Linked DNA regions of Mus musculus: all the other regions are linked to region 1. Evidence: chromatin contacts called from public HiChIP or PLAC-seq, Micro-C and promoter capture Hi-C data. All regions are on one chromosome and are shown on one strand. The core of a region is the stretch at or near the end of the contact, and the rest is flanking DNA. Distances in the headings are between cores, read along the strand shown. Region 1 holds the start of Qsox2 (quiescin Q6 sulfhydryl oxidase 2). Region 2 holds the start of Phpt1 (phosphohistidine phosphatase 1). Region 3 holds the start of Fcna (ficolin A). Region 4 holds the start of Surf6 (surfeit gene 6). Region 5 holds the start of Paxx (non-homologous end joining factor).

Region 1 (5,130 bases), core at 2,010-4,509:
CTAGATGCTGTGGTGAGTACCTGCCAGGTCTCCTTTCAAGTCCTTCACCAACAACTTTAGGGGCAACCACAGATGTGTTCTCTCTCCACGGAGGACTGAAGGGGAGAGAAAGAGCCCCGAGGTCACCAAGAGCTTAGGGGCACAGGCTTCAGGGCACACTCCTGTTCTCCTAGGTCTCTACAGAAATCCTTCAGTGCCCAGGAGAATAAGTGCAGGTGTCAACTGCCAACTCAGATTGTGCTAAACATGACAGTTTGAGATAACAGATTTCAACAGAGCAGGGTTTGTTCTGGGAAATACTTAAGATAAGAAAGGCCCAAGCCAGAGCCACATAAATATGAGAATGGCCTTTGGATCCACTGAACAGTAGATCTTTTGTTAGCCTATCTGTCATAAGGAAAACCGCTATTTCCCCGCAAAGTCAGAGAAGAGAAAAAAACTTCACCATACGTTTTTGAGGAAGTGGCAGGTGTCCTCAACCTAAGACACAAGATTGAGGACGCCCTCCCTCCAGACACAAGCTGGGGACCCCCACCCCCACCCCAACCCCCACGACCTTTTCCAGCTGCTCATTCAATTAGAAAAGATTGAGGAGCAGGAAGACAAGCATAAAGTACCTTCTAGCTAATTGTCAACCATGGCAACACAGCCAGTCCAACCAGAGACTAGGGTCGGGACTAGGAGAAGCCACTAGGTGCTATTTCATGGAGGCAGGAAGAAACTACTGGGGAGGACCCAATACAAGGCCTGCATGTCCAACTCACAGGTGACTGATTACCCCTAAGCACCCTCTGTCCTGTTAGATCACCCAGGCAGGAAGCCAGCAGGAAGCATAGCCAAGTGGAGGCCAGGCAGAAGGTCTAGTGCTTCCCATATTCTACACACAAGTCTACAAGGCAAGGCACGGAAGGTACTGAGGTCACTGTCACAGGAGGACTGGAGTGAGAGTCAGAAGCTTCCTGGGGAAGCTGTCCAACATGACAGGCATCACATGGGATGTCATCACTTCTGTAGGTGTTGTAAGGGATCCTGCAGTTAGGCAGGATCCCTTACAACAGGTGACCAGACACCTCCAGAAGTTAGGATCCACCCAGCAGCCTAGGCTGGGACTGATAACACTAGGGTTAGCACCTACCAAGTCCTCAGGTGACTTGCTTCAGGAGCCTCTGACATCCTGACTCAGGCAGTTCTGCCCTCAACATCCTGCACCCCTCTTCAGGCCCTCACCTGCCCCTGCCAGTCAGCTTTCACTTTCACCACACCTTGCCCCATCTTCTAGGCACCAGTCACTCTTTAAAGACAACTGCAGTTCACTAAGCCAACCACAGCATTAGCTGTGCATTTTTACTGTGGCACTTTTGGAACTGTTCTTCCTTTCAAATTCCGGGGACAACTGCAGCACTCTCTGTTGGTTTGGTTAATAGAAGAGCCAGCTTATAACACGTGATGTGGCTTGTACAAGTTAGCTACCAGATTGAAAGCCAGAACTGATATAAGCAAAAAAGCTGCCAACAAGTCTTGCCAGGGTCACCTGCAGGTCCACCAACAAGCATTAAGAAATGGAAAATCCTCTCCTCTATTGAGTGGCAAAAAATAAAAATAAAACCCCCACAAAAAACCAGTGTATAAACTGTCTTTTCACTGTCTTGTCTCACTTTTGGCTAGTGCTTGTCAAGGACTTAAGGAAACTGAGATGGCTCAAAGTTTAAAAGCACAGACTGCATCAGGGTGTTGTGGGTGCTCGCCTTTAATACCAGCCCTCAGAAGGCAGAAGCAAGCGGATCTTTCTGAGTTCAAGGCCAACCTGGTCTATAGAGTGAGTTCTAGGACAGCCAAGACTACACAGAGAATCCCTGGCTTGAAAAACTATAAATAAAGAGGCAAACAAAGAAAACCCCACACACTGCTCTTTCAGTCTGGAGTGTCATTCCCAGCTCCCTCCACCTCTGATTCCAGCTGCAGGGAATCCAAAACCTCTGCCTTCCAAGGGAAACTGCACTCACCTGCACACACCCACGCCCATGTAATTCAAAACAAATTAAGTATTAAGAAGAAAGAAAAAGAAAACTTACGACCCAAGAGAACAATGTCATTAGATTCTACATAAGGACCAAAGCAGAGGTCAATGGATTCAAGGCCAGCCTGGACAACGTCATGAAACTGTCTCAAAAAAATAAAAAAATATAAGTCAAAGTGCCCCAACAATGAGGAAAGAGAGGGTAAACATTTTAAAATAGTCATCTGCAATTGCGTACTTGGAAAAAGGGCTTCTTTGCAAATCTGTTTAAGAAGAACACAGCAGTGTTCAACATCAGACCTAAAACCAAAGGTGCAGGAAAAAGAGTAACAATTTGTTGTCTTGCCCTGAGAGATCTGTAATTAGAGGTTAGTTCAACAGTTGTAAGCCAGTGAAGCCAAATGTAAGCCAGTGCTGGGAAGGCCACTTAAATTCCATTTACAGGAGCTGCTCCAAGGGGTCTGAGTTCTACAAAGGTGAGTAACTAAACATATATGGGAAGATTTCCTGAAAGCTATGGCTAGTGACCCAGAAGCCCAGCAAGAAGACGCTTTGTAAACTTTCTGCTGTTGCAGAGCAGTCCCCAGAGTGGGTATCTAAGTTTCTCAGCCCAATGCCCACCATATGGTCGGCTACCTAGCAAACGAGGCTGAGGTTTGACAGGAATGGGGACCTTCCTGAGTGGAGAGGGTAGCCTCTGAAATGCAATTGCTGGGTATGGGGAAAGTCAAACTGATCGGGTAGTGGCTAGGATAAGTGGTTGGGGACATGTTGAAGTCGGTGTTCTGAGCTGGCGACCTCAGGAAAGCCATCGGCCCCATCTGTGGGGCTTCGCCCACGTAGCTGTTGCGTCGGAGGAACGTCCACCGGCGCGCGGGGCCCTCACCTCGCACGTCCGCCGCCAGCGCTCGCCAGGTGGGTGCGTAGCCGATGCAGTGGCCGCACCACGACGAGTGGAACTGCACCAGCCACGCGGCTGAGCTGTTGCCCGTGGCCGACCGCACGCTGCCGCTGTCCAGCAACCACACGGCGTCTGAGCCCTCGCGGTAGAGCCGCGCCCCGCCGCCCTCCCGGGGCCCCACTGCCGCCACCACCGCCAGCAGGAAGAGCAGCCGCGGCAGCCGCGCGGCTCGAAGAGACGGTGGCTGCCGCGCATAAGCTCCTGGATCCCGCGCCACAGCCCGGGCGGCAGCCATGTTGGGAGTGCCGCCGGCGCGTTGACCTTTCACCCTGGCAACCGGCGTCACGTGCTTGCGCGCGCCGGTCCCGCCCTAGGCACTAGCCCCGCCCCCGAATCCGCTAATCTTCCCAGGCACTACTCTTCGTTCTCGCCCCGCCCTCGTAATTTGACCCCCCTCCCCAGCACTGGTCATTCCAGGTCCCGCACAGCTCGCTTTTTTGCTCCGCCCCCGAACATTGTTCCCGCCCCAGAATGTAGGCCCCGCCTCATTCCTTAAGTCTGCTCCGCCCCTGTGCTCCTGGCCCCGCCCCTGCCTCTGGTCATTGGCCCTATCCCAATTAAAAAAAACTCTTAAAAATCTTAAAACCCGCAAGCAATTTTCACCTAGTGAAAGTCCTGGGCCTAAGTAGCCAGATTTAGCAAGGGGAAATAGCCCGTGCCATGTTGAATGTTGAGTAAACACCAGGCCAAGATTTTCAGTCTGAAATGCAGATTTAATAGGACAAAAACAGATCGAAAAAATATTTGCTATATGCCTGTATTTCTTATGTAGCATGAATCCTAGATTTTACATGCAACCTATGATTTTACCTGTCAACTTCAAACATCCACGATGATCCCTTGACCTTTTTATAACCCACATGATACAGTAGAACCACCTGGTAAAGTTGGCTGGCTTCCTGCTAAGATGGTAGAAAGGAGAGGTAGACCTGACTCTTCTTTTTTAGACAGGGTTCTAAGGCTGGCATGGAGTTCACTATGTGCCTGAATCTGTCCTCCTGCCTCCCTGGACTGGGATTACACATGTGCACCACCATGTCTGGCTTCTCCAATCACTCAGTCTACTTTCCTATGCTAATGTTCTGCTTTCTCCAAACACTAGAGAGAATATGTAATCTCTTCTACTTCCTGTTTGTCTACCTGATCTCTCACTGTACGGTTTTTCCTACTTCACTCCCTGTCAACTGGTCTCTTGTTCTTCCTCTTGACCTATTTAATATTGTTTACAATAAACCAGGCGTGGTGGCGCATACCTTTAATCCCACCACTTGGGAGGCAGAGGCAGGCAGATTTCTGAGTTCGAGGCCAGCCTGGTCTACAGAGTGAGTTCCAGGACATCCAGGGCTATACAGAGAAACCCTGTCTTGAAAAGCCTATCTATATCTATATCTATATCTATATCTATATCTATATCTATATCTAATCTATACTGTTTACAATAAACAGAAAGCTCATGGATTAAAGGTGTGTGCTAAGGGCTGAGCCACACCACAACTAGAAACCGGTTTTATTCTCAGTAAATAACACAGTCTTGGGGTTTACATTGTGATCAAATATCCTGCAACAGGGAGACATGGTTGGGAGACAAATACAGAGAAGCTATTTGATTTTTAATGGTCACCAGAGGATGAATAAGCAGGACAAGGGACCAGAGAGACTGGTAGGGAAACTGCCTGGGGGTAGGGTGGGGGGAGGCAGTCATGAGAGTAGGACTGGCTTCTTCTTCTTCTTCTTCTTCTTCTTCTTCTTCTTCTTCTTCTTCTTCTTCTTCTTCTTCTTCTTTGTCGTCGTCGTCGTCGTCGTTGTTTAAATTTTGAGACAGAGTTTCTCTGTGTAACCCTGGCTGTCCTGGAACTCACTCTGTAGACCAGGCTGGCCTCGAACTCAGAAATCCGCCTGCCTCTGCCTCCTGAGTGCTGGGATTAAAGGCGTGTGCCACCATGCCCAGCAGGACTGGCTTCTTGACCCTCAGTTTGTATGTGGAAAGGATCTGGACAAGGCCAGCCTGGGATGGGAGAGCTTGATCTTCAGGTCCCAACTCTACACAGAAGGCAAGAAAGTCTGAGGCAGGATGGATAAGGAAACTTCAGGGGATATGAGAGAGTCTGGAGATTGGCTGACGCTTGTCTCTAGCTGATAGTCAAGAATTCCA
Region 2 (5,564 bases), core at 773-3,272, 660 kb before region 1:
AGCCCTGGCTCTCCCTAGGACTCACTATAATGGCACAAGGTGTGTGAGACTTTTTAGAGCAGGGGTTAAGCTGGTGCCTACCCACTGTCCTGTATGGTGAAGTGGGGTTAGTGCAGAGAATTAGAGTGTAAATGGTCCTGGGACTAAGATCCATCTAAGTTAAAGTCCCAAGTGAAGGAGACACAAGCATGACTGTTCCTGCGATCACTCAGGGATATCAGGCTTGGCCTGAGAACAGATGAAAAATGTAGCCTGCCAGCTGGCGGGACAATGGCTGCCAGGACCCTTTCCTGGTGGGACTCCTGGATGAACTACAGGAAGGGGGCACTTGTGGGCACCCCAGGCCTTAGGTGGCCAGGAACTGACTTCTTGTGCAAGGCCTGTGGGGCCCCCTCCCAGATGTCCTTGGGGATAGCAGCTTCATGGAGGAACAATCAAGCCATAAATGGCTGCAATGCAGGGGCCCCCTTATCTGCACCTAGGGGGCTGAGTGTGCACCAGTAGTTCCCAGGGCCCCTGAAGCTGAGCAGGTCTGTCCGGTGCAATCCAAAGGTAAAGAAGGCAAGACACAAGTCAGGGACTAGTAGGCATATCAATGCTTTTAATTCCTATGGACCAGATTGGTCTGGCCTCTAAGGCCTGGCAGGTGCTATGCTGCCTAAGGTACAAAAGGAAAGCACAGGGCCAGCCCCTCAAAACAGAACACAGCAAGAGCAGAGACCTGACTTAGTCCGGGGGGTGGGGGGTGGGGCAGAGCTTCAGTAGCCATCGTCAGCCCAGGTGACCTCATAGTCAGGATACTTGGCTTTGATCTTCTCAGTTGAAACAGAGTGCTGGGCACGACCGTAACCCTAGAGAAAGGATGACCGCCAGTTTGCTAGTTTTTTGCTTTGGGAGCCCACCCAGAAGCCGCAGCAATAGCAGCCCTGGGGAAAGTTAGCAGATCCTACCATCCTAATCATACTGGGATCATGATGAGGACTGAAGAGCTCTTCAGGTGATGCCTGAGGGTCTAAGGTGGACTTTATGAAAAAGGATCAACATAGAACTGTGAATTTGACCCCAGTACTGGTGGCTCCAAGGGCCCCTAGAGAGTCAGGACACAGACCCATCAGGATCTGGAGCAAGTCGGGGATGTAGCCCAAGGTGTCATTTGGAAAACGTGGGGAAAGGAAAACCCATTCAGCCCTTAAGTAAGGGTTCTGTAGCTCCAACTTTCAGAGTCCCAAAGGTGGCCTGAATGGTGGTGTGAGGGGTGGGGTGGGGTGGGGTGGGGGTGGGGTCAGGCTCACAAAGGTGAGCTTTGCAGTCTGGCTGAGACCTGGGGACTGGAGCTCACCATAGAGTAGCCATACACGTGTATCTTCCTGTCCTGGCTCTGATGGGAGATGCGCCCGCCGCCTAGGCACTCACAGTCATAGCCATTCCTTTGCAGCTCGCCTGACACTTTGTCATAGATGTCCGCTGGGGTGGGGAGAGTGGCCTCAGGATATGCCCTAGCCGCCCTTGTTGGCCCCACACTGAACTCTAGGGCTGGATATGGGGTCAGAAGCTCCAGCTCTTGGTGGTCTTTTTCCCAGAGAAGATGAGCCCTTCCCCCGCTGGCAAAAAGATGAACGGGAGGAAGAAGACACTTTCGAAGTGAGAGACGGGATTAAGAAGATCCCAGTCATGGCACTCCTTTCTGCCCAAATCCCGACGTTTCTAGGTCAGCCTAGCTATGTGTTAGTACAAGTCATGATATATTAGCAGTCACTACTCCGCTACCAGCAACTGTAAGGCCCCGCCCCTAACCTTCGTCCCGCCTCCAAGGGCACAGAGGCCCCGCCCTCACCGTGGTACTCAGCCCATTTGTAGCCACGCACGATTTCCTTGCACTCCTTCGCCGGATCCCCAGAAGGCTCTGCTAAGTGGACTCGAATCAGCACATACTTGAAGACGCCATCCGAATCAATGTCTACATCAGGAATCTGACCGAGGTCCGCCGCCATGTTCCCCGAAGCGCTCGATCTCTGGGCCCCACAGCCCCTTACCAAACCCGACCCAGGCCTATGCGTAGGGAGGCGGGCCCTTTGGCAGCCACGGCCAATCCCGTGAGGGAATGCTTACCTAGCCCAGAGCCTCAGCCAGTTGTACCTCCAATCTGAGGCACGGACTGGCCAATTGCAACCCAGTTCTTTGCAGCTTTGGGATCGGGCTCATGAGTCCCAGTTAAAGGAGCCGAGGCATAGGTTAACCCGTGGTGCTGTAAATCAACCCGCTGCAGGGCAGCAAAAGGATGCAAGGACGCACTCCGGTTCCACTCCTGGGTCCTAAGGCTTCAATCCGTAAACCATAAATCCGAAGTCCTCTCTTCCCCAACACCTGTAAACCGGAGGATCTCTCTCCGGTCTCTCCAAATTCAAGTACTCCCCTGCATACTCCACTTCACACCCTCGGGCCTCCCCTTCCACAATACTCCGGTTGCGGGTTGTTAAGCTCCTACTCCCGGAAGCTTTGACGCAATGCTCCCCCCCCCCCCCCCCCCCCCGGCCACGACGACGACCACCACCACCACCACTACCGAGTTATTAGCAGCAGCTACATTCAAGTTCTATTTTACTTGGTTCGAAAGCACTTGCCCTTCTCGTCAGAGGCGTTCTTGCCAGTCTGCCGCAGGAGGGACTGTGGAGCCCCTGGGGAGGGCGGCAGGCGGCGGGGCAGCAAGTGTTGCAAGAGCGGCATCCGGGCATGTGCTAAGACAGGGGCCAAGGAGAGAGAGCTGGAGTGTCCCGGGGACATCCAGTCGAGGGTAGCTGGCGCGTGTGCACACCCTCGTGCATAGGTGTGTGTCCCAGGTTCTTGCAATTGAACTTTCAGAGCTCCTAAGGGCTTGGGGCTTCTTCTTCTCCCAAGATTCTTGGAGAATCTGGTCGCAAGCCCTCTCTGGGTCACACCCTCCACAAAGTCCTGGGCTCAGATCCAGGTACGGGGTCAGGCAAGGGGCTTAGGGAAGCCTAGACCTCTCCACAACACGTCAGGCTTTGGCTTCTCTCTCAGCTTGGAGTGCAGCCAGGGCACTTTTGCACACAGGATTGGATTCGGGGCAGGCCTCGGCACCGACTCCTTAACCGTACCCACACTTGGTGGCTCACTACTAAGCACCTTTCCTAGTCCAGTTCCTAATTAGGGACAGCCCTGTTCCTTACTCATTCCCAAGTCATTCCGTGGTAGGAGCTGCTCTCAGTAGGGTTGTCTGCTAATTCGTCAGCACACGCTTCCCACCTCTCCATCTTCTCTGGAAGGCAGATTTTTAAGGCCATCTTGTTGGGTAGGTGTTGGGAGCTCAAATCCTTACCCAGATCTTAACTCTGGTTGGGTCGCCGCCCACACTGCTTCCCCTGCTCAGGCTTCCATCTGGCAGGGTGGATTGTACCTTGGCCTTAACCTGAAAATTCCCCAGTATTCCAACTTGTCTACAAGTGCCCAGACTAAGGTGAGAGTATTGAAGGACAGGCGGCACTGGTACGTGTACAGTGCTGGCTACGCCCATTGCCTCAACCTCATAGGGGTGCACAGGGAGTAGCCCTCTGAGCCTGATACACCCCAGACAGGAGGGTTAGGGGAAGTGCTCGAAGTAAGGACATCGGGCTTTGGTTAACATGGATTTCTGGACTAGAAGGGTTGGAGAGCTATAGCAAGCACCCACAACATACACCAACTGAGTTTGTCCCCATGGGATGAGTGTAGCAGGCAGAGCCCAGAGGTCCTCAGTCCCACCCCACCTCCCAGTGGGGAGCACCGAGGGCGAGGACCGGGCCCTTGGGGAGCCCCCTCTCCTTGACTGGCTTGGGGAGAGCCCAGGATGTGGAATTTGGATGGCCCGGTTACGAACAGAGAAGAAAAGAAGCAGCTGGTTGGAAACGGGACAGGGGTGGGGGTGGGGGCTCCCAGGCAAAATTAGAGGTGTGGAGTGGGTGGAGCTCAGGGCAGAGAATTTGTATAAGACTAAAGGAGGCCCAGGGGATTTGGAAGGCGCTGAACCAACTGGTCCAGACTCTGGGGGCCTTCGTGATGGATCAGGCAGGGCCTGAGTAGAGTAGGCAGGGCTCGGGGTCGGGGCCTGGGCCTAATAGTTCCATGGTTCACATGATGTCGTCCAGCAGGTTGGCGCTGGCTACCCAATCTAGTGCACGCGGCTCCGATGCAGCCATGATCATGCACATGAAGGGGCGGCCAGTGCGCCGATCCGTGGGATAGATGGTTGTGGGCGTGAAGCGCCGGTTAGCTTCCACAAACTCACAGAGCTGCTCATAGACCCGTGGGAATTCGTGGCGGAGGAAGACGCCGCGCATTCGAAGCTCACGTTGGATATGGATGAAGGCTACTTCACGTGCGCGCCGGCCGGCCTCACCTTCTTCGTCCAGGCCCGCAGTACCTGGGGGTGGCGTCAGGATCAAGGTTTCCATATCTGGCTCTCCGCCACGCGCAGGAGGAGGACGCGTCGGGCTGCCAGCGGCCAGAGCCACCTTGGCGAACTTGCGCACCGTGGGCCCAGGAGTGCGCGGCGCGGGCCGGGCAGCGGCTCCGGGGGGTGCAGCGCTGGGGCCCACAGCCACGGACACGCTAAGCAGGAAGCACTCTGCCGGCTCATAGAGCCTTCCTGCTGCCGCCAGCTCTCGTGCATAGCTACCCAGGGGCGCCGCATGTGTAGCCAGCTCACGCAGCGACAGGTAGGTGGGCGATAACAGCAACCCTTCGAGGCCAAAGCGTAGGAAGTTGTCGGCAGAGCCTGGGCTCGGGAAGCCCAAGAACAGCACGCCACGGCCTCGCGACAGGAATCCGACGCGCGCTATGCGAGAGAAGGCGCGATGCACTGGGCTGCTGTCGCGGCAGAACTGCAGCACGTGGCGGCACACGCTGCCCACGCGGCCGTACACGCAACGCGCCTTGTGCGCGTCCCAGTCCTCTCGGCGGCACAGACGCGAGCAGTAGTAGGTATAGCAGCTGTGGCACGACTTGAAGTAGAGGCAGGCGTTGAACATGGTCTCTGTCCGCCGGCAGCGCGCGTTGGAGCAGGTCATCAAGTCATCCTCGTCTGCGCTGGGCTCGGGGGAGGCGTCCGCTGCCTCCCCCGAGCCGGTGGGCTCTTCAGTGCTGCCAGCCGAGGCCGGGGGCGAGCGCGATGGCGCCAGCAGGGTGGCCCCTCCAGGGCCTGCAGCCCGTGAGTCCAGCAGGCGGCGTAGTTGGCGGCCTAAACCTTCGGCGGCAGGCTCCGGGGCCTGGGCTGGCGACCGTGAGTCGATGACCAGGTCAGTGATGAGCTCGTCCAGCTGCTCGAGGCTGCGCTGGCGGCTTGAAGCAGGACCCTCAGGGACCGTGGATACGGGCTGCCGTGGTCGGCCTCCAGGCAATTCCCAGCCCTTGGCAGTCGGGCGATCCACTGAGCGCAGGTCGTTGTCTGTGATGGTAATCTCTGGCGTGACGTACCAGTTGCGGCCCAGGCTCTCTCCCGCGCGGCCCTTCTCTGTCAGCGACGTCTCGGACAGCGACAGTGCTGCATAGCGTCTGGGTGAGGTGGACAA
Region 3 (5,302 bases), core at 2,568-5,067, 610 kb before region 1:
TGTGACCTTCTGCCCAGTGTGAGCATCTGCCCAGGGACCCCTGAGCTCCTGGCCAAGCCTCCGGCTCCCCAAGGCTTCCCTGTGTCTGTCAGCAGGACACTGTCCTCCCAGAGTTCCTGAGGTCTCCATCCTCGGATTGTTTGCCTTCTGTTTCCTGGGGCTAGACTATACTCAGCCCTGGCCACTTCCATCTATGTCCCTTGTGCCCAGGGTAGCCATAGAGTTGCTGTGGTAGAAGAGACTGTGGGAAGGAACTCCAGGCCCCGTGAGACCCTTGCTGCACTTCTCTGTTCAGGGCTACAGCAGGGACCGAGTTGGTGTCGAGTAGGCCTTTCCACTCATTAATGGGTTTGTTTCTGGAAGCGGGTCTTGGAAGGCTGAGCTGACTCCTTCCTGGTGCTGCTATATTGGTGGCTTTCTGGGTCTCAGCCTCAAGGCCACCATGGATGTGTGGGGTCCTCCCTTGCCTGCTGCCCTTCGATGCTGCAGACTCTCACAGTGATCAGGCCTCTGCTTCTCTGACCTTTATTAGTGCATAGTAGTCAGGGCTGGACAGTGTCCAGAGGGGAGTGTAGAGAGCCCACAATAGATAAGCACACAGACTTCAACTTCTAGAGATCCCTCCCTTCAGTGTCCCCACATGGCCTGGACATGGCTGAAAGGCTGGGTGGAGACTGGGGCACCTTAAGATGCTCGGATTTTCATCTCGGCAACCTTGTAGGAGTAGTGGTGACCTTGGCCAGTTCCCCAGTTGATGCCATCCGCATAACTCTCATGGGAGCCAGACAAGTAGCGCCCGTTGAGGTTGGACTGGTGGCAGTTGTGGTACCACCAGGCTCCATGGAACAAAGCTGCACAGTTCATGCTATTTGCATCATTATCTTGGTCATGGGTTGTAAATGACATGTTGTTGTGCTTTGTCAGGGAGTCTCCTGCAAAGACTCAGACCTGTCAGCTCTCAGGGCCAAGGCAGAGCCCATCCCAGATGGGTAGGGGCAACTTGCAGGCCCCTTTCCCCATCCCCACCAATAGCTTTAAGCTTTCTGTGTGATTTACCTGCAGTGCCCTCCAGAAACTGCCCCAAGGTCAGCTTGTATTTCTCCTGTTCTTCAGATACCTGGAATGAGCTGTACTTGGCATAGGAGCCTTTCCCTTGGAAATCTTGTAAGTCAACTCGGAGCTCTTGGTTCCCTAGCAGGATGGGTGGAAGGAAGGAAAAGGCTCAGGCCAGGCAGCGTAGTGGAAGGCAGGTGATGGCCAAGAGACTGCTTCCTCACCATTGGCTGTGAGCAGGTGCAGGTAGTCATTACCCAACCAGAACTCCGTGCCCAGGTTGCCAAAGCCTCTTTTATAGGAGTCCCAGTCTCGGAAGAAATCGATAGACCCGTCCACTCGTCGTTGAAAAACCTGTGGCGTGGGGCAGGGGAGCATGTGGGTATCAGGTTCCTAAGAGCAGGAACCCGAGGGATATGTCTAGGTCCAGGGCTTTGGTTGGTTATTTGGTTTTTGTTGGTTTGTTTTGTTTTTCTCACTCTTATAAAGAACCTCATGAGTGAGGAATAGTTTTCAGGGGCAGGGAGTACAGGGGACTGAGAAGGTAACTGATAGATGATAGTGGCCCAGGGCTGACATGTTTTGATGCATCTGTTATGACTGGGGTCCTGTCGCCCACTTAACTCACTTCACAGAGTTCTAGATCTGGTCCACCAGTGCTTGGGTCTCGCTGGAGGGTGAAGCACCACATTATTTTTTTTTTTTCCCCCTGGTTGCTCTGCTCTCTCCCTGACTTCAGCTCTCCAGAGTGTGGCCGCTGTGTGCAAACCTCTTATGCCCCACACTGAGCCTCCTCACTCACGGTCCAGCCCCCACCGTCCACATCCATGTCACAGAGCACAGTCAGTGGCCGGCAGTCAGGAAGATGGATGGTGTACCAGCCAGTCAGGAAGATGCCCCGTGTCAGCAAGTCTTTGCAGCTCCGGGGTCCTGTACCATGGGGAAGTGGGCAGGGTTGGCCTGTATCTGGGGTATACTCCCTGGGTGGGGTCCTGCTGTATTCTTGAGAGCAGGAAGTAGGAGGGGCCAGCTGAGAGGTCACTTACCTCTCTGGCACAGGGTGTCTCCCAGCTCCTTTTCACCTGGGCAGAGTCATGAGTGTTATTTTCTTCCTTGGTCCCTTCCCATCACATATAACTCCCCTAGACTCCATATTCTACTTGGCATACATGGTGCCGTACCCTCCTGCTAAAGAGCCCAGCACACCCATCCTGGCTGGCCCCATTAGGCTCCTTTGTGTTTGGCTGCTGTTATGCATTGTCCTGTCTGTGACTATACCCAGAGTTGGGATAGGTCAGGGTGCTGGCTGGGAGGCTGGCTGGGCCCACAGATGCTTCATGCTACTTCAGCCCCCGAAGCTCACTCTTCTTCACTCACAACCAGAGGGTAAAGACACTGGAAACGTTAGAAGAGACTATGGGATGTACTTACCCAGAGATGGCGCAGCTCCTGTATCGCCTTTCTCCCCTGGAGGAATACAGCATACTAGCCTTGTCCCAGAGCTGGAATCCTGCCACATCCTCTCCTGTACCCCTCCCAGCTTCCAGCCTCTCCCCTAGTCTGTGAGCCCCCAACATTCTGATATGCATAATGATCCGGGGAGACTTTGGGGACCCCTGAAGTAGTGCTTCTGGGAACACCCACCTTTCTTTGTATTCAAGACTCCCCTTAAGCCAACAAGACCCTAATCCCATATTGCTCCATGTGGAGCTGTCCTTCCTGGTCCCTTCCTAAGGAGACTTGTTTACTAGGCTCACCTTTAACTCCCGGGGGCCCCATGGTTCCTGGCTCTCCTGTAGACAGAAGGGGCATTCTTACAGTGCTGGTTCTTTTTCACTTCAGTGTGTGTGTGTGTGTGTGTGTGTGTGTGTGTGTGTATCCACCTATGTGTCCATCCATGCGAGCAGAACTTGTAGGAGAGAGATCTGAATGCCCAGCCTGTAGGAAGGGGGCAGGCATGCATCTGGACATAGGGGAGGATGGTGTGTGGGCTCAGGTGCTACTGGCACCACTCTCAAGACCTGTCTGGATCTTAGGCAGATAGACCCATGTGAGAATTCCCTCTTACCTTTGCTGCCGGCAGGTCCCATCTTTCCTGGGCTGCCCTGAAAGCCCCGTTCTCCTGTAAACACAAGGACTAAACTGGATCTCATCTCCTAGGTAGGATTGGAGGGAGCTGGGCCAAGGGGAGGCTAAGGGGAATCCCTCTCCCATCCAGATTGCTACCTCTTCCAGCAGGGCTTCCAGGCTCCCCTTTGGGCCCAGGTGGGCCAGGAAAGCCAGGGCAACTTTGGATGACAACCACCTTGTCCTGGGCCCCCAGACCTACGACCTTAACATCTGCATAGAAAAAAAAAAAAGAGGGGTGGCTTTGGAGCAGCATTGAAAACCACAGCTCTCCGTACCCACTAGCATTCATGCAGCCTGTCTCTGGATGTGTTTTCAGGCTGCCCTTCTAAAATGTCCCATCTCCTGCTGCCACATGTGCAGGCATATGCAGGTATGTGTGTGCCCACACTTCTGAGCAGACCCCTCTCACCTGGACAGGCACCTCTCTCCTGACCCAGGGCCTGGGAGGGACAGAGACAGAGCAGTCCTGAAAAGGCCCACAGCGTAGGCCACTGCATTGCTCTGGGTACAGCAGCCACTCCTTGACTCCCTGGCTCTGGACGGAGGCTGAGGCACTGATGAACGAAGTGAAGACCCTCACTGCCTGGATTCCTCACGGCTCAGCTTTTTCTCCTGAGAAGGAGTGCAAGTTAAAACCAGGCACACTTCCTGTGTGTCACCAGATGGCCAGCGCCACACCCAGCAGTTCCCTGTAGCACATGAGTACAGTACTCACACACTCAGCACACTTTCCCAGTCAGCACTGGGGATTCGGGGCATGAGGACACCACCTCCTTCTCTTCCTTCTCCACCTTCCTCTTCCTCCTCTACCTTCCTCTTCTGCTTCTCTCCAAAGAATAGATTCCCAAAGAACTAGCTCAGAAAGGCAAGGCTGGCCAAAGGCGCCTACTGAGCTCCCAGAGCCAAATGCTGAACCTCTCAGCCTCCCATCCATGGATAGCAGACAGAAGAAGCCTTCCTGAGAGAGTGTGAGGCACTGGCTGGGCCATGAAAGAGCTGAGCCTGGCCCTCCAAGCCAGCAGAACCCTCGTTCTCACTACCCTGCCTACATCCTTTTTTTTTTTTTTTTTAGATTTATTTATTTTATGTATATGAGTGCTCTATTTGCATGTACACCTGGATGCCAGAAGAGGGCATCAGATCCCATTACAGATGATTGTGAGCCACCACATGGTTTCTGGATATTGAACTCAGGACCTCTGGAAGAGCAGGCAGTGCTCTTAACCTCTGAGCCATCTCTCCAGTCCTGCCCTGTATACCTTAATACCTACCTACTGCAAAGTCTGGCATCGGCCTGGCTAGGGTTTATAGTGAGCAGGGAATCCATAGGGACCTGAGTGCCTGCAGGCCAGACTAGGCCAGCTATGCTCCCCCATTCCTTCCCCAGCACGCCTCCAGGCTGCTGACCTCCCTCTGTCCCTCCAGGCCGCTGACCTCCCTCTGTCCCTCCAGGCTGCTGACCTCCCTCTGTCCCTCCAGGCCACTGACCTCCCTCTGTCCCTCCAGGTCGCTGACCTCCCTCTGTCCCTCCAGGCTGCTGACCTCCCTCTGTCCCTCTAGGCTGCTGACCTCCCTCTGTCCCTCCAGGCTGCTGACCTCCCTCTGTCCCTCCAGGCTGCTGACCTCCCTCTGTCCTCACTGGCACCAGTTCCTACAGGAAGTGCTCTTTCCTGCCCCAGGCCTGAACCCTGAGGTTCATCGGAGTAGCCAGCTCTCTAACAGCAATGGCTTCCCCCATCTCCAACTGCAGCAAGCTGAGCACAGCCCAGGCGGTAGGTGTTTTAAAAATAACAAGTCTAGGGATGTAAATGAATAAAATAATTCATTAAAAAATGTTAAACCTAAAAGAGTCTAACTTTTCCAGCGTTATCCCCTTTCAGCCAACTTTACACCTGCATCATTTTTTTTTTAGATTTTATTTTTATTTCTGTTTAAAGATTATTACTTTATGCGTAATGGGTGTTTTGCCTGCACATATGTCTGTGTACTAACTGCATGCCTAGTGTCCATGGAGGCCAGAAGAGGGTGTTGCATCCCTTAGAGCTGGAGTTTACAGGATGGTTGTGAGCCTCTATGAGGGGGCTGGCAATTGAATCCTGGTCCTCTGGAGGAGCAGCCA
Region 4 (5,455 bases), core at 1,179-3,678, 670 kb after region 1:
TGAGTTTAAAGCCAGTCTGGTCTACAAAATGAGTTCCAGGACAGCTAGGGCTACACAGAGAAACCATGGAAAGACAAGACAGAGGGAGGAAGGGGAAAGGGAGAAAGGGGGAAAAAGAAAGAAAGGAAGGAAGCAAGTATACCAGCCTTCACCTTGGAGGCGCGCTCCTTAAACTCAGGAACCAAACACCAAGGCTTAGAAGTCCCTGAAACTGACCAGATTCACTAGATCCCCTCTTCCCCAAGCATAGATAAGAAGGCAGAGCATCACTTAATCAAACAGAAGTACATGAAATAAATACTCTCCAACTTTTGAGCTGCCTGCAAGTTGTGCAGTGCACTTCAGGTTTCCAGCTTTTGTGATCCATCACCCATGCTGGGGTAGACTTTGGTGGTAAAGCTGTGTTTGAATCATTTCCACTCCTGTGAGTCACCCCATAAGGCTCAATTCATTTGCCTCTCTGGACTTCAGCAGTATTCTGCCTTTGGTTCTGCCAGAGATTTCCTGGAAAGAAGCTGTCTGCAGACTGACTCCTCCATGTGACTAATAGATAATAAACGTTTTGGAATATACTCACTTAGCAGGCCAACCTAAAAATTAAGAATGCTATCAGCACCAGGCACACCTTTAATCCCAGCACTCCACTTCAGAGGCAGATGCAGACTAATCTCTGTAAATTCAAGGCCAGCCTGGTCTACAGGGTCCAGGACATTACAAGCTACACAGAGAAGCCCTGTTTGGGGGACGGGAGGAACTGCCATCAGCATCTAGTCCTAAAGAAAGCTGTCATTTTGCTATATGACCTGGTATACACTCTAATGTATTTTAAACCTGCTTTGACTTTCTTCGTTCTGTCAAACTTCAAGAAACTACTTCAAGGAATATTTTCCCTTGGAAAATGGGACTTGGGGAAACCTAAACCCATGTTTACAGGCCACCATCATTCTAAATGGGCTCCAGACCAAATGCTTCATTGTGCTCACGTGCAGCATGTGTGTCCTGGCTGAGCAGGTACTCATGTGTCTTCCTACATGATACCACACAACAGCTCTCACACACATTAGGCAAGTACTCCAACACTAAATCATACTTCCAAACCTCCTTTTTCTTTTGGTAAATTTATTACATTTTAATCATGTGCACCATAAATGAGGGTGGCTGATGGGAACAATCTGGTCCTCTCCTAAGAGCTGTAGATACACAGAACTATTGCACCCTCTCTCCAGCTCCGTTTGTTTGTTTGTTTTTAACACATGATCTTAAGCCAGGCGGTGGTGGCACACCTGGGAGGCAGAAACAGGTGAATCTGAATTCAAGGCCAGCCTGGTCTACAGAGCAAGTTCCAGGATAGCCAAGGCTACACTGAGAAACCCTGTCTCCAAACAAGCAAACAAATAAAAGGGGTCTCAGTATGCAGTCCTGGCCATCTGGAATTCACAGTAATCTTTCTTGCTTGTTTGCCAAGTGCTGGTGTTAAAAGGCTTGCAGACCACCTCCCACCTGTGCCTCCCAGACTCGTTTACTTTTATGAGTGCTGTTTGTAAGTATGTCTGTGCATCAAGACCATCCCTGGTGCCACTGAGAGCCAGAAGAGTGTTAATGAGTCCCTAGAACTGGAATTAGGGGCTGGTGTCAGCTGCCATGTAGCTGCTGGGAACCAAATCTGGGTCCTATGCAAAAGTAGCAAGTGCTCTTAACCACTGAGCCATATCTCCACCCGCTCCTTTTACTTTCGGAGAGTTTCCTGAAGTTGCTCATGCAGAGGTGATCACATCCTGTAGTCCTGACAGGCAGGCGGGTCTTGACCTCGAGGTCTTTCTCCTCAGCCTCCCTACCAACCAGGCCCAGACGCAATTAACATTTTATGATTTAAGACTTGCTTCCACTTCCAAAGATAAGGAAATGTTAGCGCTTTAAACTAAACAGCCAAGAATGGAGTGTGCGTTCTTTCAACACAAGAAACACATTCACAGACAAGGGCTGAAAAACACACACGCCAGTAAGAAAACTCTTCACACTTGTAGTAGCAAGCCCGATTTTCTTTCCGTTCGAGTCTGGTAATTTCCTAACTGCCTCCCACTCCTTCAGGGCCCAGAGCTCAAGCTTTTGCTGTCCCCGCGAGTACCCACCCGCTCGAACTCATATCCCTTGCGGGGGGTCCGGCCCCGACCTAGGACAGCGGGCTCCTTACTGACGGCGTCTGCTCCCAAAAGCTGCTCGAGCCGGATGCCTTACCCCATGTGCTCCTCTGTCGTTCAGGGCCAGGCTGCGCGCAGATCTTCTTGGCCAAGTCCTGAAGATAGGTATCCTTGGCCAGGAGAGAAGCCATGCTGCCAACCAAGGCTGGGACCAGAATAGGAAGCTCCCGCGGTGGAGCCCCGCCGGAAGCTCCGTACACGCAGGTACCACCAGTAGAGCGGCGTGACCCCGCCGGAAGTATCTTATGCGCAGACGCAGCCTGGAGCACCGGAAGCCACCCCCAAGGATTAGCCGTAATCTAAACTCCAGGTTAGCAAACCAGCCAGCCAGCCCCGGAAGCCACAGTGTAAATCCGCTAGCAGCTGCTTTCCTCTCGGAGCTCAATTAGCCATGCCTGACGGGCCGGCTACTCCTCAATCTGGAGGCGTTTCTCTGAAAATGGAGCCTGTAACCTGAGAGGGCTGGGCTCCCACCGAGCTTGAAGCCCTCAGGGCCGGGCAGACCTGGGCTACTATAGCTCTTTCCCTACTGCTGGACTGAAGGTCAGAACCCCGCCTGCAGGGGATGCCCAGCATCCTATTGCCACTCCCGCCACACAGAGCAAAACGCAATCAGGTATAAAAAGACGTGGGCCACAACTAGAGACCTGAGTATGGCGTGGATCTTAGATTACATGCGGTAGCAATGAATCTCAATGGTGATGAGCCCTTAGGAATAAGAAACTACTTGCAGATGGCGTTAAAGCTACTTATGAGGAAATGAAGGGAAAGGCAAGCCCAAAGAAGAGCCTGCCCGGTAGTTTTTTGGGTGTGACCCAGCAACTCAGAAGTTCATGAAAAAAGGTGACACACAACTTACATCACTTGTGACTCTGAATTTCTAGAACACTAAATCCCCAAGCAGTATCTCCAGGGAGCTCTGGCCCTGGCCACGCAAGCAGAGGAAAGACAATGGTGCCCTTTAAAGGAGAAGTTTCGCTTTTAAATGTGAACGACAGAATTGACTAAACAATAAAACACTGTCTTTCACTAGGTGGCTAAGCTTTCTCCAGGGCACTTACAAGCTCTTCCAACAGTTAACACTGCTTTGGCATCACTGCTGGAAAACTCCCTCACTGGGGCAGTGACTTGCCCCTAGCTACACATTCCAGTGCTATGTTCTTTTTGGCTATTGTAGGTGCTGGGTCACCTGGTGACCAGCCTATGTTCCTTATAGACCCAGGACTACAACCATGGATGAGGCATGCTGATGGTAGTCAGGAGTGACAGGCTGAATGCACATACCTGCCCGAGAACCATGGTTTCTGTATGTCAGCCGTGAGCCTGGTACTGAGGGGCAATGGGGTCTGAGCTCCCGGTTTCTAAGATCTTCGCTTCTGAGCAAGACACCTCAGCCTTTCCAAGCCCAAGGCCAGTCCTTCTAAGATGCAGGCATGATAGCTCTAAGTAGGATGGCAAAAATAGGTGGCATCAAAGGTACAGGTGCTGCAGTCATATAGCTTGCAGTACTAGCGGATTCTTCATCCATTTATTTTATGTCACGGATTTACTAGATGCCAGGAACCCAAAGCTATATAAGGAGGGGCCGTCCCACTGTTCCCTCCATGGGTGTCAGGCCTCTTGGTGTTACTGTGCTCCTCACATGCGCTGCTTTGTGATGGACAACTCCTGGGAGAGGTTACCCAGCCACTCTAAGGACTTGGAGCTGTTGGAATCCCTCGGCGTCTTTTGGTGTCTCTATTGCCAACACTGTCTTTGCATCTCTGAGTCTCTCACGCATGTGTGCAGGTGTGAATGGTGTGTATATGTATGCCTGTATGTGGTGGACATGTGTGATGAAGTGCCAGCCTAGGCCTCACTCTCCCATCTCCCCCTTACTCCCTCTTCCCATCAATGTAGTATTCCCTGCCCTGAGCACAGTGGCTTAGGTGACTCGGCCACACTGTGGGTTTGGTTGGCCAGGTTTCAGGTCACAGTTTTCTTGGCTGTGGGATGATGCTAGTGTCTACTTGAAGATCCTCCAGCCACATGAGAGATGTGAAGGGGTGGTGGCTCAGTGGCTGCTTCCCCACCTCTAAGGGCTCTTCTTCCACCCCAGAGGCATGGTAGGGAAACTGGAAGCCCCCATCTGGACTCTTTATTTCCATTATAACAGTGTTCAGCCCTGATTTTGACACCTGTTACTACAGAGACATCTTTGGGCCTGCACCTGTCCCACAGCCCATACTACCTGTGATCAGGGGTTGTTTACCACCCCAGCCCCATCTCAGGGCAGCCCCGAACTGGAGTCCAAGTGGCTAAATTGAGCCCCTGAAGGAGAAGTGACCAGAGCAGAGGACACTACTAGACTTAGAACTTCTGTGCTAGCTACCTGGGGTTCTCTGGGCTGAGCGGGCCAGGGCCCCCAGTCTTACCTGGTACCTGTTTACCCCCTTTCTGTTGTTCAACTACAGCCTCTGAACTGAGAATTTGGGACTTATTTTCTGGTTGTAAAAATAAAAAGTGCCATGCCACTTTTATAAGAAAAAAAAAAAAAAAAAAAGGAGGGGCTGTTACTCAAGGAACCCAAGGGCAATCTTGGACTAATCAAGAAAGACAGACAACAGCACAAAAAGCTAATGTTTTATTCAACAGTCTCATCTCAAAAGTAGCAGAAGGAAATGGTGGGAGAATCCAGGAAGACACCCTGGCTAGCTGCCTCTCACACAATCTTGGACAGTCAGCTGTGGCAGAGACATTTATGCTCCAGGCAGCAGGCAGTGGACAGGGCTCTCTATAGAACCTGAACCTAAGGATGGGTAACTGGACTTGACTAAGGTCCACTGAATACCTCACAATTCTAAACAAACTGAGGCTGTCTTCCTATCACCAACCACCCTCCCTATTCAAGGTCTTCAATGGGACAAACTTCCACTGGCAGTCAGGAAGGGAGCCACCTGCTGTAAATAACTGGACAGCATTCCCCAACCATCACGGGGAACTGGCCCTGGCCTGGACAGGTTCCTGAGGCTACAGTGGCTCCTGATCCCAAAGTCCCCAAGGGAGCTAAAACTGAAAAAAGCTAGGCTGTGCTGGGTATCCACAGCACTTCCTTTCTGATAAACTAGGCCCTAGGGAGGGCTACCCTGCGATGGTACCCCAAGAGGCTCAGGTGTGTTCTGTAGGGCCAGGGCCACCACCATGGGAGTGGACAGGGGCTGCAGACTGTAAGGGACCAGCACCAGTCTCCGGGGACGCCAGAAGAGGGGCTGAGAGGC
Region 5 (5,122 bases), core at 1,395-3,894, 780 kb before region 1:
AGTCTACTACCCAAGCTGCACATTGTGGATGTGAGTGAGGGACCAGCGGGTAGGGTGTGGGTGTGGGTGTGGGGCCATCGAGTGAGACCCTCACCACGCTCTGCTGCACCCACAGACCGTGTGTGCACACTTCCGCCAGCTGCCCATCCCCGCGGAACTGTCCTGCGTTCGTCGCTACTTGGACAGTGCGTTGCAGAAGAAGGAGTTCAAGTATACGTGTCCACACAGCGCAGAGATCCTGGCTGCCTACCAGCCTGCTGTGCACCCCCGTTAGCCCCACTACTTCCATACACTCATCTGCAGCCCCATAAAGCATCTCTGCCCCAAGTAATTGTGTCCTGAACGTCCAAATGGCCAGAGACCCACAACTACACCACCTCAACCCTATGGTGAGAAACATAGTTAAAGGTGGTGTCCCCAAATGCTGAAGACAAGAGAGTCCACTGGACAAAGCACAATTCACCCTCCTCCATGGTGTGGAACAAAGGCCTGGGGCCCTTTACAGCTGCCCCAGCACGGAGGCATCAGGGATCTAGGGGATTGGATTAGTCTCCCAAACCAGTCAGGCCAGAGCTGGGCGGGGTGCCCTGGATGGCCAAGGAGGGTGGGGAGCCCCATGAAGCTCAGCCTCTGGGATCCTGGCCAAGTGGGTGGGGGCAGGCCTCCATTCCTCAGTCCAGCCACAGACTGTGGGCCAACCATATCTCCTATAAGGGGCTTCTACTGTCTAATGCCCTCTGGTGGCCTCCAAGACAACGCCTCTGTGCTACCTGGGTGGGGCTTGCAAGTGTGGGACATCTAAGCCTTAGAGAGTTCTGGCTCTACCAGACCAGGACGCTCTCAGCTTCTGTGCTGGCCACGCAGAATCAACACAGTAGGTCTGAGAAAGCTCTGCTGCCTGCCTTAAGACCTAGGCGGGAGAGCCTCCTGGATGCCGAGAGCCTGATGCATCTGTTTGCCTCCCAGGGCTCCACAGTACACCAGAGGGGTCTTCTCGTGCCCCCTCCCCAAGGCCAATCTTCACAACTCAAGTCTGGCCTAGCATCTCTCCCCGAGGGAGCAGTTTATTTGACGGAGAAGGGATGAGAGGCACCTTTGCCCAACAGCAGGACCACAGGGGAAGTGAAGCAAGGGGTGTCTCTGATTAGGGGGTCCTAGATCTCCCCTTTCCTTGCAGGCAGGCTCCTGGCCAAGTAACAGGCTTTGCTGTCCTCAGGTCTCATCAAAGTCTACACCAGCAGCTGGTTTCTTACTAGAAGACAAGAGTATGTAAATACATAGAAGAAAAGGAAGGGACCAGGGCAGGGGAGACAGGTGGCAAGTACCTTTTGAAGCCAGGGTTAATGAGAGACTCCCCTGGACACCGTCTCCTGACCCCAGGCCCAGAGCTGCCTCTCTGGTGATCAAGTTCTGCCAGAAAATAGGATCAGGGAAATCTTGAACTCCAAAGAACCCTGGCCAGAACTCTGTCCACATGGAAAGATTCTCCCATGAGACATCTGGAGAGGCAGTTCCAGAGAAAGAGCAGCCCCAGCCCACATGCCAGGCCCACCCCTTACCTGGTAAGAACTGAGTGCCTGCTGGCTGGGTGTTCTTCTTGGGGCTAGTGATGGTCTCTTCTGCAGCTAAGAGAGAGTCGTGGCATCTCACTCAATGCCAGGAGGGTCTGCAAAAGCATGCCCCTGAGGGAAGGTACAGGTGCCCACACATACAGTACCTGCCAGCCGCCTCTCTAGGTTGCATACATGCTCTGCCAGGCTGAGAGTCAAAGCCTGCAGCCTGGGGGCTGCCTCCGGGCTGGGCACCTTGGAGAGGTCAAAGGCCAGGGCAGGGGTATCCCCTGAAAGGGTTATCAATGCTCTGTCTTCTTGCAGGCTTACAGTTACTGCCTGCTGTTGGCAGGCTGCCCTAAGGAGGGAGATGTGTGTTATGGCCAGGATGTGTTAGCACTACCCCAAGCTTCTCATTCACATGGCCTCCCTAACTGGAACTCACCTGAACCGGGAATGGATATCTTCAGCCCCACTTAGGCCAAATCGGGCTTTCTGCTGGGAACAAGGAATTGTCACTAACCCCGCCCAGGACCCTGGACCCACTGGACATTCCAAACTGCCCTACCCTGGAAATGCTATTAGAACCACTGCCACGGGGAGGGGGAGGGTGGCAAGCTACCAGCTGTCTCCTATCCCCAGCACTGTTACTCACGAGCCTCGCCAGGCTGTCAGGCGAGAAGCAGGTGCTCCAGAGCTCGGCGGCGTCCGTCACACTGGGTGGGAGGGGCTGTCAGGCACCGTGCCCGCTATGCTCCCGCACCCCACATCCCTAGACTCCACTCACTAGAGGTTGAAGTCGTCGCGGTCCCCGTCTCCACCACTATCCCGCTCGCAGTAGCACACCAGGCGGGGGGAGCCCGAACCCGGCGGCAGAATACAAAGCGGCAGCGACAACAACGGAGGAGCCATGACAGCAGGGCGGTCTCGCCGCAGGAGCCAAGTTAGATGTGGGCTGAGGGCGCCTGCGCAGAAGTACAAACTCGGTGACTCACAATCTAAGGTGTTCGCTCGGCGGCGGAACTTCTGGTTTCTGGAGGGACGGAAGGACGAGGCGATGGGCGGTACTCAAGGTTGACATTGTTTCCGGGTACCAGGCATTAAGTAAGAGGCTGACTAAAGGGCGGGGTTTAGCACGTGGGGCGGGGCGGGAAGCACTCGGAGGGCGGGGCTTAGCGCATTAGCTACTCAGTGCTATTCTGGGCTCTGTTCTTTGGCCCTTGCATCCAAACAGAGATCTACTATGGTCTCACTCCTTGTGCTCTTCCGCTTTTCTGGGTCCTTCTTAGCAACATATCTGCCGCTCTTCAATGCCGGTCTTCTTTCCTATCTATCCCCCAAGGGCTTGTACTGCAGGGCCTCCAAACTGTTGGTCACTTGTCCCTTCCTGTCACTTTAGATATAAACACATCTCTTTCTAAAGCTGAGTTGTAACAAACCAAAATACAAGAGTAAGTACAGTACATGTGGAAACGTTTGGAGATGCAGTTTTCTCCCGGGCAATACCCTCCCATTGTCTGAGTCACCACCCTCTGTGTGATACCTGTCAGCCCTGAGGACACCTTCACCAACAGGAGGTCTCTGGAACCTGAGATCTAATGGGAGAGATGACTAGTCCGACAGGACAGCACTCACACTGCAGCAAATGCTCATGAGAATCCACACAGGGCCTGCATAGTAGGGGCTGATGCCACCTGCAGAGAATGGAGCCCAGCAAAGGGTGTGCTCAGGAGGAGGCCTGATGGGAACAGAAGTCTTCCCAAGGCTGTGGAAGAGGGCTAGCATGAACCTATGAGAACCATGGTGAGAGTGGTTAGTAACTTGGTGAACTGTGCTAACATTTGAAAAGTGCCATCAGCCAAACATACTCAATTCCCACTTTCCTCTAGTTTTGCTCAACCCTGCTGAGGCTCCGGACTAGAGCCTTTGCGTGCATGGGTTTTTGCCTGTCTCCAGCCGGGTGTACTTACCTGTAGTTCTTTTGAAAGTGTCCTCTTGAGGATCCATGTAGAACATTTCACCTCTGCTCAAGTCTCCATCCCTCTCTCCCATGTCTTACTTTCCCTGCTTTTCACTGTGTACCGTACATCCTGGTTTTAGGAGTTTCTGGCTCAGCCTTGATGTCTGCCTGCATCTCCACCATTGTCTGACCCCCTCCTAGAAGCTGCATCTAAGGTCTTGCTTCTATTCTAGCCACTGGAATATGGCAGAAATGATGTCTGTCATTTCTCCCATCCCTACTGCATTGCTCACCACAGCACAAGGCAACCCAGGAAAACCTTTGATATTAAAGTATGGAGGCCTGCCTGTGCCAGAGCCAGAGCCAGAGCCAGAGCCAGAGCCAGAGCCAGAGCCAGAGCCAGAGCCAGAGCCAGAGCCAGAGCCAGAGTCAGAGCCAGAGCCCCAGAGCCAGAGCCAGAGGCAGAGGCAGAGCCAGAGGCAGAGCCAGAGGCAGAGCCAGAGCCAGAGCCAGAGCCAGAGCCAGAGCCAGAGCCAGAGCCAGGAAGCAGAGTCCTGTCCAGGCCTCAGGTCTGGGAGATGGTGAACGGCATCCTCTTCCACTCGAGGGGCCTGTCCCAGACCTTAAGGACCTGGAGATATCGCTGCTTCTTGTTCTAGGCTGCTAAAGTCTGCAAGGATTTGTTTCTCAGCCTCCCATGGAGCTGCTGGTTTTGTTTGTTTGCTTTGTTTTGTTTGTTTTACCAATTTGAGTGAAAAACTTTAAACCGACTACAAAGCAGAAATAACAGCATAATGAGCCCCAGATGGACGAATTATCAACATTTTGACAAATTTACAATCAATATTTTTATTAAATTCTATTTTATTTTATTAATTTTTGCATAATATTCACATTACAGGTGTCACTGAACTATACCCTCAAACATTTCGGGACAATTTTGTCTCTTCAAACATTGGTACTTCAGGGCGTGGTGGAACACACTTGTAAATCCAGATGGAAAGGCTGAAGCCCAAGGATCCCAGGTACCTGCTCAGCAGGAGTACACAACAGGGTCCTAGCACACACACAAAAGCCAAACAAGTTATACTGTGTCCAGTATAAACACAGAAATAATACACTTACCTTCCTGTGTGTGTGTTCTACATATTCACATGTACACACATATGTGCAAGTAGAGACCAGAGCCAATGTGAGCACCTCCCTCAGTTTATTATTATTATTATTATTATTATTATTATTAAGCATTTCTATTCATTTTATTGTGAGTGGGTGTATGTGTGTCATGGTACAGAGGTCAGAAGTCAAAGGGCAGTTAGTTTTCTTCTTCCATCCTTAGGTCCCAGGGATCAAACTCAGGTCATAAGCCTTAGTAGCAAGTACCTTTACCTTTAGAGGCATCTCAGTGACCTTCTATTTGATGTACTTGAAAGCTGAATCTGTCTACAGTGGCTCCCGGGACCCAGGGCACACATGGAACAGGGTGGAATGTGGCTTGCCTCATGTAATTGCTGTTCCAAAGCGGGAGCTTCTGGGCAGCTAAACCAGCCGTATCATACTCTTAGGCTAGATGCTGGGGACTACAGGGTCCAAGAAGGGCCTTTAGGCACCT

What was found. Promoter capture Hi-C pulls out the DNA fragments that hold promoters and counts their contacts. Hi-C and Micro-C count contacts between places; a contact is called where the count stands out from the background. HiChIP or PLAC-seq counts read pairs in DNA pulled down with a chosen protein or histone mark. Capture Hi-C pulls out chosen DNA fragments and counts their contacts.
Region 2: a Micro-C map of embryonic stem cells shows a contact between it and region 1, with 5 times the contacts expected there. The contact joins the promoter of Phpt1 here to the promoter of Qsox2 in region 1. A contact is called at or near these places in 1 of 39 promoter capture datasets (liver), 1 of 484 Hi-C or Micro-C datasets (embryonic stem cells), 4 of 115 datasets of contacts at active chromatin or transcription factors (T-cell acute lymphoblastic leukemia, embryonic stem cells and pro-B cells) and 1 of 9 other capture datasets (liver).
Region 3: a promoter capture Hi-C map of adipose tissue shows a contact between it and region 1, with 2.3 times the contacts expected there. The contact joins the promoter of Fcna here to the promoter of Qsox2 in region 1. A contact is called at or near these places in 3 of 39 promoter capture datasets (hippocampal neurons, liver and neural stem cells), 3 of 115 datasets of contacts at active chromatin or transcription factors (astrocytes, bone marrow-derived macrophages and forebrain) and 1 of 9 other capture datasets (adipose tissue).
Region 4: a promoter capture Hi-C map of pre-B cells shows a contact between it and region 1, with 6 times the contacts expected there. The contact joins the promoter of Surf6 here to the promoter of Qsox2 in region 1. A contact is called at or near these places in 3 of 39 promoter capture datasets (liver and pre-B cells), 3 of 484 Hi-C or Micro-C datasets (CD4 T cells, Th1 cells and myocytes), 1 of 115 datasets of contacts at active chromatin or transcription factors (memory CD8 T cells) and 2 of 9 other capture datasets (adipose tissue and liver).
Region 5: a contact with region 1 is called in an H3K27ac HiChIP or PLAC-seq map of microglia, with 6 times the contacts expected there. The contact joins the promoter of Paxx here to the promoter of Qsox2 in region 1.

What each region holds. Positions count from the first base shown.
Region 1 is chr2:26,234,140-26,239,269 of GRCm38.p6, forward strand. It overlaps Qsox2 (quiescin Q6 sulfhydryl oxidase 2), which reads right to left and starts at 3,260. Exons shown (of 12, transcript NM_001302956.1): 1 at 2,904-3,260. The coding sequence starts at 3,213.
Region 2 is chr2:25,572,849-25,578,412 of GRCm38.p6, forward strand. Phpt1 (phosphohistidine phosphatase 1) reads right to left here and starts at 2,023. Exons shown (of 3, transcript NM_029293.2): 1 at 1,835-2,023; 2 at 1,340-1,464; 3 at 583-851. The coding sequence starts at 1,991. The coding sequence ends at 759. Ajm1 (apical junction component 1) reads right to left here. Exons shown (of 1, transcript NM_001005424.2): 1 at 2,568-5,564. The coding sequence ends at 4,125.
Region 3 is chr2:25,624,157-25,629,458 of GRCm38.p6, forward strand. Fcna (ficolin A) reads right to left here and starts at 3,818. Exons shown (of 10, transcript NM_007995.3): 1 at 3,593-3,818; 2 at 3,280-3,393; 3 at 3,122-3,175; 4 at 2,811-2,846; 5 at 2,485-2,520; 6 at 2,100-2,135; 7 at 1,856-1,983; 8 at 1,278-1,407; 9 at 1,057-1,191; 10 at 511-932. The coding sequence starts at 3,680. The coding sequence ends at 685. It overlaps Fcnaos (a long non-coding RNA gene), which reads left to right. Exons shown (of 8, transcript XR_003954003.1): 6 at 4,798-4,955.
Region 4 is chr2:26,900,459-26,905,913 of GRCm38.p6, forward strand. Surf6 (surfeit gene 6) reads right to left here and starts at 2,429. Exons shown (of 5, transcript NM_009298.4): 1 at 2,236-2,429. The coding sequence starts at 2,329. Med22 (mediator complex subunit 22) reads right to left here. Exons shown (of 4, transcript NM_001033908.1): 4 at 4,809-5,455. The coding sequence ends at 5,346.
Region 5 is chr2:25,458,450-25,463,571 of GRCm38.p6, forward strand. Paxx (non-homologous end joining factor) reads right to left here and starts at 2,645. Exons shown (of 7, transcript NM_153557.1): 1 at 2,338-2,645; 2 at 2,206-2,266; 3 at 1,996-2,045; 4 at 1,718-1,908; 5 at 1,560-1,625; 6 at 1,326-1,410; 7 at 1,039-1,252. The coding sequence starts at 2,462. The coding sequence ends at 1,213. It overlaps Clic3 (chloride intracellular channel 3), which reads left to right. Exons shown (of 6, transcript NM_027085.3): 5 at 1-30; 6 at 116-323. The coding sequence ends at 274.